2 separate regions of the Canis lupus genome follow, and region 2 is linked to region 1. Evidence: chromatin contacts called from public Hi-C data. All regions are on one chromosome and are shown on one strand. Each heading gives the region's core, a stretch centred on a gene start, on an enhancer-like site or on the middle of the called end of the contact. The rest is flanking DNA. Distances are from core to core; before and after follow the strand shown.

Region 1 (5,082 bases), core at 2,363-4,862:
TCTCCTTCCTCAGGGCTCCAGTGAGATGGGACGGGGCCTGGGCCAAGTAGGGCAAGCTGGCTCCGGGGACCACTGGCCCATGAGCATTCTGGCCCCTTTGCAGGAACACCAGACTGTTGTCTACCAGATGATCCAGCAGATCCAGCAGAAGCGGGAGCTGCAGCGGCTGCAGATGGCTGGGGGCTCCCAGCTGCCCATGGCCAGCCTGCTGGCGGGAAGCTCCACCCCGCTGCTGTCTGCGGGCACCCCTGGCCTGCTGCCTGCGGCCTCCGCCCCCCCACTGCTGCCTGCCGGGGCCCTGGTAGCTCCCTCGCTCGGCAACAACACGAGTCTCATGGCCGCGGCGGCAGCAGCCGCAGCAGTAGCAGCAGCAGGCGGACCTCCAGTCCTCACGGCCCAGACCAACCCCTTCCTCAGCCTGGCGGGGGCGGATGGCAGTGGCCCCAAAGGCGGGGTGAGTAGGGGGCACAGGGCTGTCCTGTCTGCCTTCTCCGGGAGGGGCAGAGGTGGAGCATCAGAAGGAGGAAGGAAGTGACCCCCTAGGTCAGCCAGGCACCCTGCTGCAGGCCCCAGGGCCTCTGTTGGATCTGCCAGGGAGAAACTGAGCACAGGCTAGTAGCAAAAGGACCAGTTGGAAAATGATGTTCCTCTGGAAGACCAATTAGAAAAGTCTGTTTGCTCTCTGAGTGGACCAATTAGAAAAAGATGATGCTCTGGGTGGGCCTTTCTCCAAAGGCTCCATCTCTCCCTCCTTCCTCTGAGGGCATATTGTCAGAGCCCAGGGTGCTGCCAGCCTTGGCAGGCACATGCCCGCTTAGATGGGTGCGCTTGTGCAGGGCAGCCTGCCCTCCCCTTCCCCCTATGAACCACAAACACAGGCCTTAGCCAAGAGCCCAGGGCAGGGGCTTCAGCTGGGCTCCCTCACCGGACCCTACAATAGCATCCTTCCCCTGGCAGCTGTTCTCAACTGGGTGTTAGAACCAGACACCTCCTAAACCCCCAGCCTCCCTTCCTCTCTTTCCAGACCGCTGACAAAGGAACCTCAGCCAACCAGGAAAAAGGCTAAATCCACCCAGCCCCTCCTGATCCCCAGATGAAGGGGGCAGATCTTGGCCTGAGGGTCCTAGCCTGGAGCAGGCACCTGCATCCAGACCCTGGAGAGCCCCAGCCCAGATCCTGTGCTGAGGCCTGGGGAGTGCAGGGTGCACCTGGTGCCGAGGACTGAGCCAGAGAAGGGTGCCCCTTCCACTGGGCCCCCCTCCCTCCGCACTGTCCCCTTTGTGAGGGGCTCAGAGGGAGGACAGGCTCCCAGCCCACCTAGGAGCCCCCACTCTCAGTAATGCTTTGAGGTCCTCCAAGAGCAAAGTGGGTTATGGCATAAGTGGGGGGTTGGTTGGACCCTCCACAGAAAATGGATCAGCACTTGAGTGGGGAGAAGTAGGGGGACAGGCTTGGGCCTGTTCGTGCGCGGAAATCTCTTAGGAAAGAAGGGGTGGCCCTGCTTTACCTGCAGTTTCTTCCTAGCTTGGGCAGATGGCAGAAGAGATCCCTGGGACTGTCTCCCTGGTACCCCTCCCCCGCCCCCCCAACAACGGTTACAAGCTGAGCTTGTAAAAGCCCACAGACTAGGGAGCTGAGGAAGGGGCAGCAGGGCCTCAGATTTAGCCTGAGCCTCCCCACCTGTCGAGAGCCCCCAGGTGACTGGCTGGGGGAGCGCAGGGGGAGGAGGCCCAGCCCCCTGGGGCCCTGCCCCTTGTTTGCACTATTGGATTTAGGAGTGCGGAGGGTGGGAAGATGGAGCTGCCTGACTCAGAGAGCGTGTGTGCTTGTGTGTCCGTGTGTGTGTGTGTGTGTGTGTGTGTGTCTGTCTGTCTGTCTGACTGACTCCCCCTGGGCCTGGGGCCGCCGAGGGCAGGGATAGGAGCAGTGCTCAGATGAGGCAGCACCAGAAGGGGGCTCCCAACTTTTGTTTGCACCCTCCCCACCTCACCAACTTTGGTCCCTTTCTGGGGCGTGAATGGTTAACAAAAACCAGAACAGTACTCCACTATTGGAGAGTAATGGGGGCTGGGGGCTTTGAATCAGGGTAATATCCTGCCTTCCCTCCCCCAGACCCCACTTGGCCTCACTGCCCCCTTCAGAGCTCTCATTCCCCCACTGATAGCTGGTCCTGCCTCACTGGCACAGGGGGAGTCCCAAGGATCTGGGGGATGGGGCAGGGGTGGGGGGTAAAGTGCCACGTCCTTCAGCAGAGAAAACCTCCTTCCCAGGATTAGCCAGCTTGCTTCCCTGGCACCCTATTCCCGCCCCGACCAACCATGGGAGCCAGGAGCCTTCACTTGAGCTGACCTGACAGCCATCCCTTCCCCCACCAGCTATTTCCCCAGGGTGGAGGGGGCAGTTCTCACCTAAAAGAGCCCCCACCTGCTCAGAGCCTTTGGTGGCAAAGGCCGAGGGGCCAGTAGGGCAGCCAGGAGAGTGGTGGGGGGAAGCCTGTGTCTCTGTTTCAGTTGCACTGGGGTTGGAGCCAGGAGAAGGCGTTTCCAGCTTTCCCTGATGCTCATGTCTCGTCAGTCTTTGCATGTGTGGATTTTTTGTGTGTGTTTCTGTTTGGGTTTTTGTTATTGTTGGTTTTTTTTTTTAAATAAAGAAAAGAAGATGTGTATATTTTTGGCAACGACAGAAACGTAGTGCAGATATATTTTTGCCTGTGCTGCTCAACTGGTTTTTTTCTGATACTGAAAATAATATTAATATTCCTGTTGATAAGACTTTGTAAGATGTTAGGGAGCTGATAAAGGAGGGGGTGGGTGGGAATCCTTCAGAGGCAATTTCTTAGGCACTTGCAAGGGCTTGGGGGTGGGGGGAAGGCAGTTGTGATGACCTCAGAAATACTCACTTTTTATTAAGGCTAAATATCAATTAGAAAGAAATGATAGGATTCAGCATTTTATTCATCTTCATCTATTAAGCTCTCTAATTCCCTGCCCCCAAACCACTGAAAATAACCTTCAGAGATTCTTAGAAGAGTTGCTCATTCACACTCACACCCACTAGGAGCTGAAGTCAACTTCTGTTCTGGATGCTGAGGGAAGCCAGTCCACTCCAAGGTTGCTGTGGCAGAGAGCGAGGGGTCCCTAGGATTTAGTGCACTGGAACCAAGACCTCCCCCTCCCTCCCAGCACCCGAGAGCCTGGGGTTCTCATCTCCAAGAGCCTATGTTTTTTTCAGCTTTCCCCAGGCTGGGGTGCAGCAGCAGGTAGGTTAGGTTAGATTAGAAGGGACCCAGGCTGGGTATGAATCGCTGCTGTCCCTCTATTTCTGCCAGGGGGCAGGGCGTGAGAGAAGTAGTGCATTTCCTTCTTCAGAGGGAGCTTTATAATAGGAAAGTTCTAGAGATCTGGATCCCAATGCAGGGGAATGGCTATTACTGACCTCACCCTCCTTTCCCATCCCCTGTTCCTTTTTTTTCAAGGACGAATTTGGATGGGGAATGGGAAAAAATACAGATTTGTAGGTCTCTCTGCCTAGCAGAGAGAAAGGATGTGGTTTGCAGGACGGAAATTGAGTCTGAAAATGCATGAGAGGAGCTTCGTGTGTAAGCACGCTCAGCGTGGAGGTGTGAGGGGTGTGCATGCAGAACCCCTGTCTGGCTTTGAGGTCACGACTGGTGCATGAATATCAGAGCTGGAAGGGACTTGTCTTTAGGGGTGGTTGGAAACCGGTTCCTTGCTTCACAGGTGATAGCTCCAAGCCTAGGAGGGGCAGGGGCTCGGGGCAGAGCCAGGACCAGCCCTCAGGACCCTGGCCTCCTGGTCCTGGGCTCTCTCGCCCCCCACTGCACCACCTCCATGTGGCTGTCTGTCTGTCCCTGTGGGGGGGGGGGGGCTGGGCTTGGCCCTGGGGTGGGAGGGTGTCTATGTAGCACTGATAGTCTTAGCTCAGAGCTGATGGATCCTCTCCGTAGACAATGACACTTTAAAGATTGCTTTTTTTTTTTTTTTTTTTTAAGTTTTTTCCTATTTGTGTGTGTCTTTCCCCTCAGGCTCCTGGGTCTCCCACTGCCTCCTGGTGCTCTAACCTTGAGGCTGAGAGCTCCCCACCCATGCCTATACTGAGTTCCAGGGAAGGGCCTGGACGAGTGAGGGGATACAGAGCCAGGGGTGAGCTCTGAGAAAGGGTAACCTCCACATTTTCCTTTCATCCAAACTGGAAATGCAGACAACTTTTCAAAGGCACAGGCTCCCTTGGCCAACTTCCAGCATCTTCTTGGTGTGTGCAGTGGGCCAAAGTTAGGAGTAGGCAGCTTGCTCCCAATTGTCCTTTATCTCAATTTATTTTTCCCCAGGGAGAGGTGCCTAGAGGGATTAAGGTGACTTTGGTGGGGAATTTGGAGGAAGTGGGGCACAATACCCTGGCTCCCTCCAGTCACATCAATCCAGATTCAAAGTGTGTCTAGCTTCCAACCACTTTGACTTGATCTACTGAAAAGTTGGGGACTGAGGGGTGCCTTCATTGCCCTTTGTTCACTTCCTCCAGCCCAACTTGGGACTCAGGTGGCAGGACTGGAGACCCAAATCCTGACTCCCAGCCCTGTTCCCTCCTAGCCATCCCAGCCTGTCTCAATGTAGCAGACCCTTCCTAGGGGAGCAGGGAGGGGAAGCCAGAGTTTGCAAACCCAGGGGCTCCTTTTACATTCTTTCTAGAACCTCCTTTATATCCTCAGCCCAAAAGGCAATGCCCCCCTCCTTTCACTTCCAAGCCTGGAATTGTGCATAACCCGGATCTTGTATCTTTGTATAACGGATGTTATTTGTACGAAGGGCAGTTCGTAAACAGCACTTGTTCTTTTAATAAAAGAATGTTTTACAAAAAAAAAAAAAAAAATCCAAAGACCCCTGCTTTGTCTGGCTTTACTGAAGGGGAAGGCGGGGGAGTGCCAACTGTGGGAGCCTGGGGAGGGGCTGCGGCTGGTGGTCTGTCGTATTTCTAGAAGCACTCGTAATAGTTCACAGAGCGGTAAGCGCAAGCCCCCCAGGTTCCTGAGGAAGACTCCGATACCTGTGCCCGGCGGGAATCCGT
Region 2 (5,304 bases), core at 1,265-3,764, 36 kb before region 1:
CCTTCAAGCAATTTAAAAAGTGCTTTATTATGGAAATTTTCAAACCCATACAAAATAAACAGAGGAGCATAATAAACTTCCATGTACCCAACATCCAGCTTCAACACTTATCAACTCAGCCAACCTTGTTTCATCCTTACCCCATCCACTTCCTACCCTACTCCCATTTTTAAAAATCAACTTTACTGGCGTATGATTTACATACAATAAACGTACATTTTAAGTGCCCAGTTCAAAGAGTTTTCTTTTTTCTTTTTTCAAAGAATTTTCATGAATGAATGTAAACACTACAATTAAGGTATAGAACATACCCCATATTGCCTTGAAGCAAATCTCAGATATCATACAATTTCATTCCTAAATATTTCAATTCACATTTCTACAACATAAGGACTCTTTGGAAGTAAACATAACCCCAATGCTATCAAATCTAAAAGGAACTAGAGGATAAAAAGAATTAATGCTCAACCTTTAATATCATCAAATAGCCAGCCAGCGTTCAAGTTTCTAATTATTTTATAATATTTTTTTCTTTATAATTTGCCTTTTTTTTAAAGATTCTGTTTATTTATTCATGAGAGACACAGAGACACAGACAGAGGCAGAGACACAGGCAGAGGGAGAAGCAGGCCCCATGCAAGGAGCCCGACGTGGGACTCAATCCCAGGTCTCCAGGATCAGGCCCTGGGCTGAAGGCGGCGCTAAACCTCTGAGCCATCGGGCTGCCCATAATTTGCCTTATTTGAATTAGAATCCAAAGAAGGATTTCAAGTGGCTGATGTTTCTCTTACTTCTAATTTAGAAATTCCTTCTTTAACTCTTTTTATTTTCTCCTTACAGTTTAGTCATTGAAGATATGAGGCTGTCATCTAGAATTCCCATGGTCTGGAATTTACTGATTGCATCCCCATTGCATCATTCAATCAAGCAACGTTTATTCAACAATATTTACTAAGCATCTACTATGTGCAGGATTGCCAAATGTAGCACAAAAAATAGAGAACACACTTAGGCTAGAAAAATTATTTTTTAAAGACTTTATTTCTTTATTCATGAGAGACACAGAGACATAGGCGGAGGGAGAAGCAGGCTCCCTGTGGGGAACCTGATGTGGGACTAGATTGCAGGACCTCAGGATCATGACATGAGCCAAAGGCAGATGCTCAACCACTGAACCACCCAGGTGCTCATAGAAAAATTATTTTCTCTCTGTAATTCAAATTTAACCAGACGTCCTGTGTGTCTATCATCTAGCAACCCTACCTGTGTGCCTATCTAGTGTTAGAGGCACAGCAGTGAGCAAGGCGGACAGCTCCTTGCCCTCAGAGAGTTTACATTCTAGTAAACTAGGGGAAGCCAGGGAATGTACAAACAGACAGTACTCCTCCTGGGGATTCTGTGAGGATTAAATAAGAAACCCTTAATTTTAATGCCTGGTCTATTAGAAGCCCTTGATAAATGCCAGTGTTCTTGGCAATAAACTAGCCTTTCTCCTTTCTGTTTCTTTCCTTTTCCCACCCCTGCTCCACATCAAACCTGAGAATTATCCCAGGCTTGCCCTCCTGCTGCTCTACTTCCTCCACATATCTTTTTTTTTAATTTTTTAATTACTCACACCCCAGAGAGAGAGGCAGAGACATAGGCAGAGGGAGAAGCAGGCTTCATGCACCGGGAGCCCGACGTGGGATTCGATCCTGGGTCTCCAGGAGCACGCCCTGGGCCAAAGGCTGGCGCTAAACCGTTGGGCCACCCAGGGATCCCTTCCTCCATATATCTATAGGTACTTCATTCGTCTAGTCACTCCACAGTCACTGAGCACCCTCCACCCCTTGTAGCAAGCCCCAGGCCAGGCCGTGGGTACTCAGAGTTGATTGGGGACGCAGCTGATTGGGGAGATGGACATTACAGGCTAATTTGAGAAGGAGCAACAGGAGGATGACCATGGTCCTTGGAACGGTCAAGTCAGAGTAACTATATGAAAGAGAAGTCTTTTCAGAGAAGGTGATCTCCCACGTAGGTTCTAAAGGATGAACAGGAATGCCAAAGGAAGCATGAGACAATAATTCCAACCCAGGAAACATTATGGGTAAGGAACAGAGGCAAGCAAGTGCCTGTCCCATGTGCTGCCAACTAGCAGCCATCAACATCTCTTTCTGTTAAGTAGAGGGGGCGCCCTGGCATCACTCCCGGCACATCCGCCTTCTGAGTCATCCCTTATCTTTCTCACACAGGCAACTCCATCAGCACGTCTCTCCCATTAAAGAGCCTGGTCTTCCCTTGACCCCATAGGCTCTAGCCCCCATCCCTCTGTCCTCCCCTTCACAGCCCAACTTCCCCCCAAGAGCTGTCTACACACTGTCTTCCGTTTCTCACTTCCCACTTGCTCCTCAACCCACTTCCATCTGCTTCCACCCCCACCCACCACCGAAATAGCTCTTGCTGAGGTCCCAGTGGCGTCCATCTCATCAAAACTGGCAAGCTCTTGCCAGTTCTCTCGTCTTGACCTCTCAACAACATCCACATGATTGGCCACTTCCTCTTTCTAGGAACCTTCTATAGTCCTTCACCTCCCGGGCACTGCTTTCCTGCTGTCCTGCCTCGCTGGCTGCTCCTTCGAGGTATGGGCGCAGGCTCATTCTCCCCACCTCAGCCCAAACGTCAAGGCTCTGTCCAGAATTTCTCTCTTTTTTTCCTCTGGACCTTCTTCTGTGCCCACTCCACAATCAGCATCCATCCACCGGGGGGCTCAGCCAGACACCTCTCTTCTCAGCTCTGACCAAGACATTCCACTGCCCACCCAGCCTCTAGCTCAAGTGTCCCAAAAGCCCAGCAATATCAACCTGTCCCAGATCATCAGCAACCCGCCTCCACTGCTCCCCCACCCGGTTCCACTTCCAGGGAAACGTGTCCCAGTGTATGACTCTTCTATCTACCCACTTCCACAGCCAGAAACCCTGGGGTCATCCTGGCACCTCCAAGCCAATGCTTCACCAAGTCACATGGCCATGTCTGTTTCTGCCTACCTCTACTCCACCTACGCTGGCAGAACCCCCACATCTCACCATGCCCTCTACGTAGTCACCAGTTATCTTTCTAAGCCACAGATTGGATTGTGTTACCCCTTGCTCAAAACCTTTTAATAGCTTCCCACTGCTTTCCAGATGCAGAGTGAAATAATTGATTTGGCTCACAGGCAGGATTACCTGAGTCTGACAACCCTATCCACTGGTCCTCCTGGGAAGAGGGGATGAGTACCCTCACCTTCCACCTCCCACCTCCCTGTGCCATCGTCTATCCCTTCAGCCACCTAGACCTCCTCTAGTACCTAAAGCAACAAGCTCCCTCCACTCCTCCCCCCTTAGCACATACTGTTCCGTCCAACTGCAAACTTTCCCCCCCACCTGCCTTCACAGGTACCTGGCCAATATCTGCTCCCATTCAGAGCTTCACTAAATCATTTTTTCCTCAAAGAAAACCTTTCCCACTCCTCCAAACCCTGACCAGGTCAGCTTCCATCTTTATCCCCCCTCAAAACCTATGTATCTTCTTTCAAATCATTTTCACCCATTTGTCACTATTTATTCATTACTGTGATTAACATTATTCACCTCTCCCCTACCACGCTCTGTTTCACGTAGACAGGAAGCACATTAGACTTTGCCTTAGCTCAGTGTTTAACACATCCCTGGCTCTCAAATACATTTTAAAAATCTTTTTTATGCTTTTTAAAGATTTTATTTATTTACTTGACAGAGAGAGAGCGTGCAAGCAGGGGGAGTTGGCAGGCAGAGGGAGATGGAGAAGCAGGGTCTCCTCAGAGCAGGGAGCCCAGTGTGGGACTTAATCCGAGGACCCTGGGATCATGACCTGAGCCAAAGGCAGACACTTAACTGGCTGAGCCACTCAGGCACTCCTAAAAATCTTTTTAATTATGCACATCTGTAACCTAGAGAAAAGCAGAGAACAGTAAAATAAACCCTTATATACCCATTATCTAGATGGGCAATTATGTTAATAATTATTAACATTTTGCATATTTATCATGTTTGCTGAAATATTTTCAAGTGATTTAGAGTTTGCATGACTGTGCATCCCTAAATAGGAAGTTTTCTTAATATGATGTTATGATTTGGGAGCCAGTCAGTTGAGCGTCTGACTCTTGATGTCTACTTGGGTCATGATCTCGGGGTCTGAGATAGAGCCCTGCATCAGGCTCTGCTCTCAGCTTAGAATCTGCTTGAGACTTTCTCCCTCTCCCTCCCCCTTCTGCCCTTCCTTTTCTCCCTCTCCCTCTCTCTCCCCCTTCTGCCCTTCCCCTGTTCTCTCTCTCAAATAAATTAAATATTTTTTAAAATACAATATTTTTACCACACCTTACAAAATTAACAATAATCCCTTAATATCATCCAATACCCAGACCATATTCAAATTTCTCAGACTATCCCCCCAAAATGTGTTTGCATTTTGCCTGTTCCAACTAGAATATAAATCAGGTCCACACATTGCAATTGGTTATGTCTCTTAAGTTTCATTTAAATCTAGAACAACTTCTTCCCCCATGCCATTGAGTTGTTGAATTGCTGAAGTATTTTAAGTAAATTACAGACATCATGTCCCACCTTCTAGATTTCTCTGATTGCTTCCTCGTGGTGTTGTTTATCCTGTATTTCCTACAAACTGGAAATTAGATCTATAGGCTTGATTAGATTCAGGTTGACTAGACTAGCAAAAATACCTCATGGGTAATGCTTCCTTCATATTGCGCTACATCTCCTCAATCCCTGAGTTCGAACCTTTGTAATGGACCACTGACTGGTAGGTCCCATTGGTGAGAGCTGATTTCTTTATTGAGAAGGAGCATTTTCTTCCTTTAGGGCCAGCATTAGTAATCTGTGGGATGATATTTTGGAATGATCGTGGTTTTATATTTTTTATCCTTATTTTATTTATTTATTTATCTATCTATCTATTTATTTATTTATTTTAAAGGTTTTTATTTATTTATTCATGAGAAACAGAGAGAGAGAGAGAGAGAGGCAGAGACACAGGCAGAGGGAGAAGCAGGCTCCATGCAGGGAGCCTGACGTGGGACTCAATCCCGGGTCTCCAGAATCAGGCCCCGGGCTGAAGGCGGTGCTAAACCGCTGAGCCACCCAGGCTGCCCCCCTTAAATTTTTTAAAAGTAAGCTCTATGCATAATGTGGAGGTCGAAGTCATGACCCCAAGATCAAGAGTCGCTTGCTCTACCAACCAGCCACTCATCCCATGCATGACTGTATTTTTAATAAATGAATGAAGTAGGTC

What was found. A called contact is a pair of places that touch in the nucleus more often than the background predicts.
Region 2: a contact with region 1 is called in a Hi-C map of blood, with 4 times the contacts expected there. The contact joins two enhancer-like sites. A contact is called at or near these places in 5 of 9 Hi-C or Micro-C datasets (amygdala and blood).

Annotation. Positions count from the first base shown.
Region 1 is chr9:23,458,906-23,463,987 of UU_Cfam_GSD_1.0, reverse strand. It overlaps MLLT6 (protein AF-17), which reads left to right. Exons shown (of 21, transcript XR_005364431.1): 18 at 104-454. Among named protein-coding and RNA genes, the nearest start is that of PCGF2, 18 kb to the right of the region's middle. Within about 2 kb of position 3,612, at least 2 of the 20 cell types and tissues checked have an H3K27ac peak or open chromatin away from gene starts, as enhancers often do. A contact at or near this core is called in blood, where this site is marked.
Region 2 is chr9:23,493,976-23,499,279 of UU_Cfam_GSD_1.0, reverse strand. No RefSeq gene overlaps it. Among named protein-coding and RNA genes, the nearest start is that of EPOP, 6.3 kb to the left of the region's middle. Within about 2 kb of position 2,514, at least 1 of the 20 cell types and tissues checked has an H3K27ac peak or open chromatin away from gene starts, as enhancers often do. A contact at or near this core is called in blood, where this site is marked.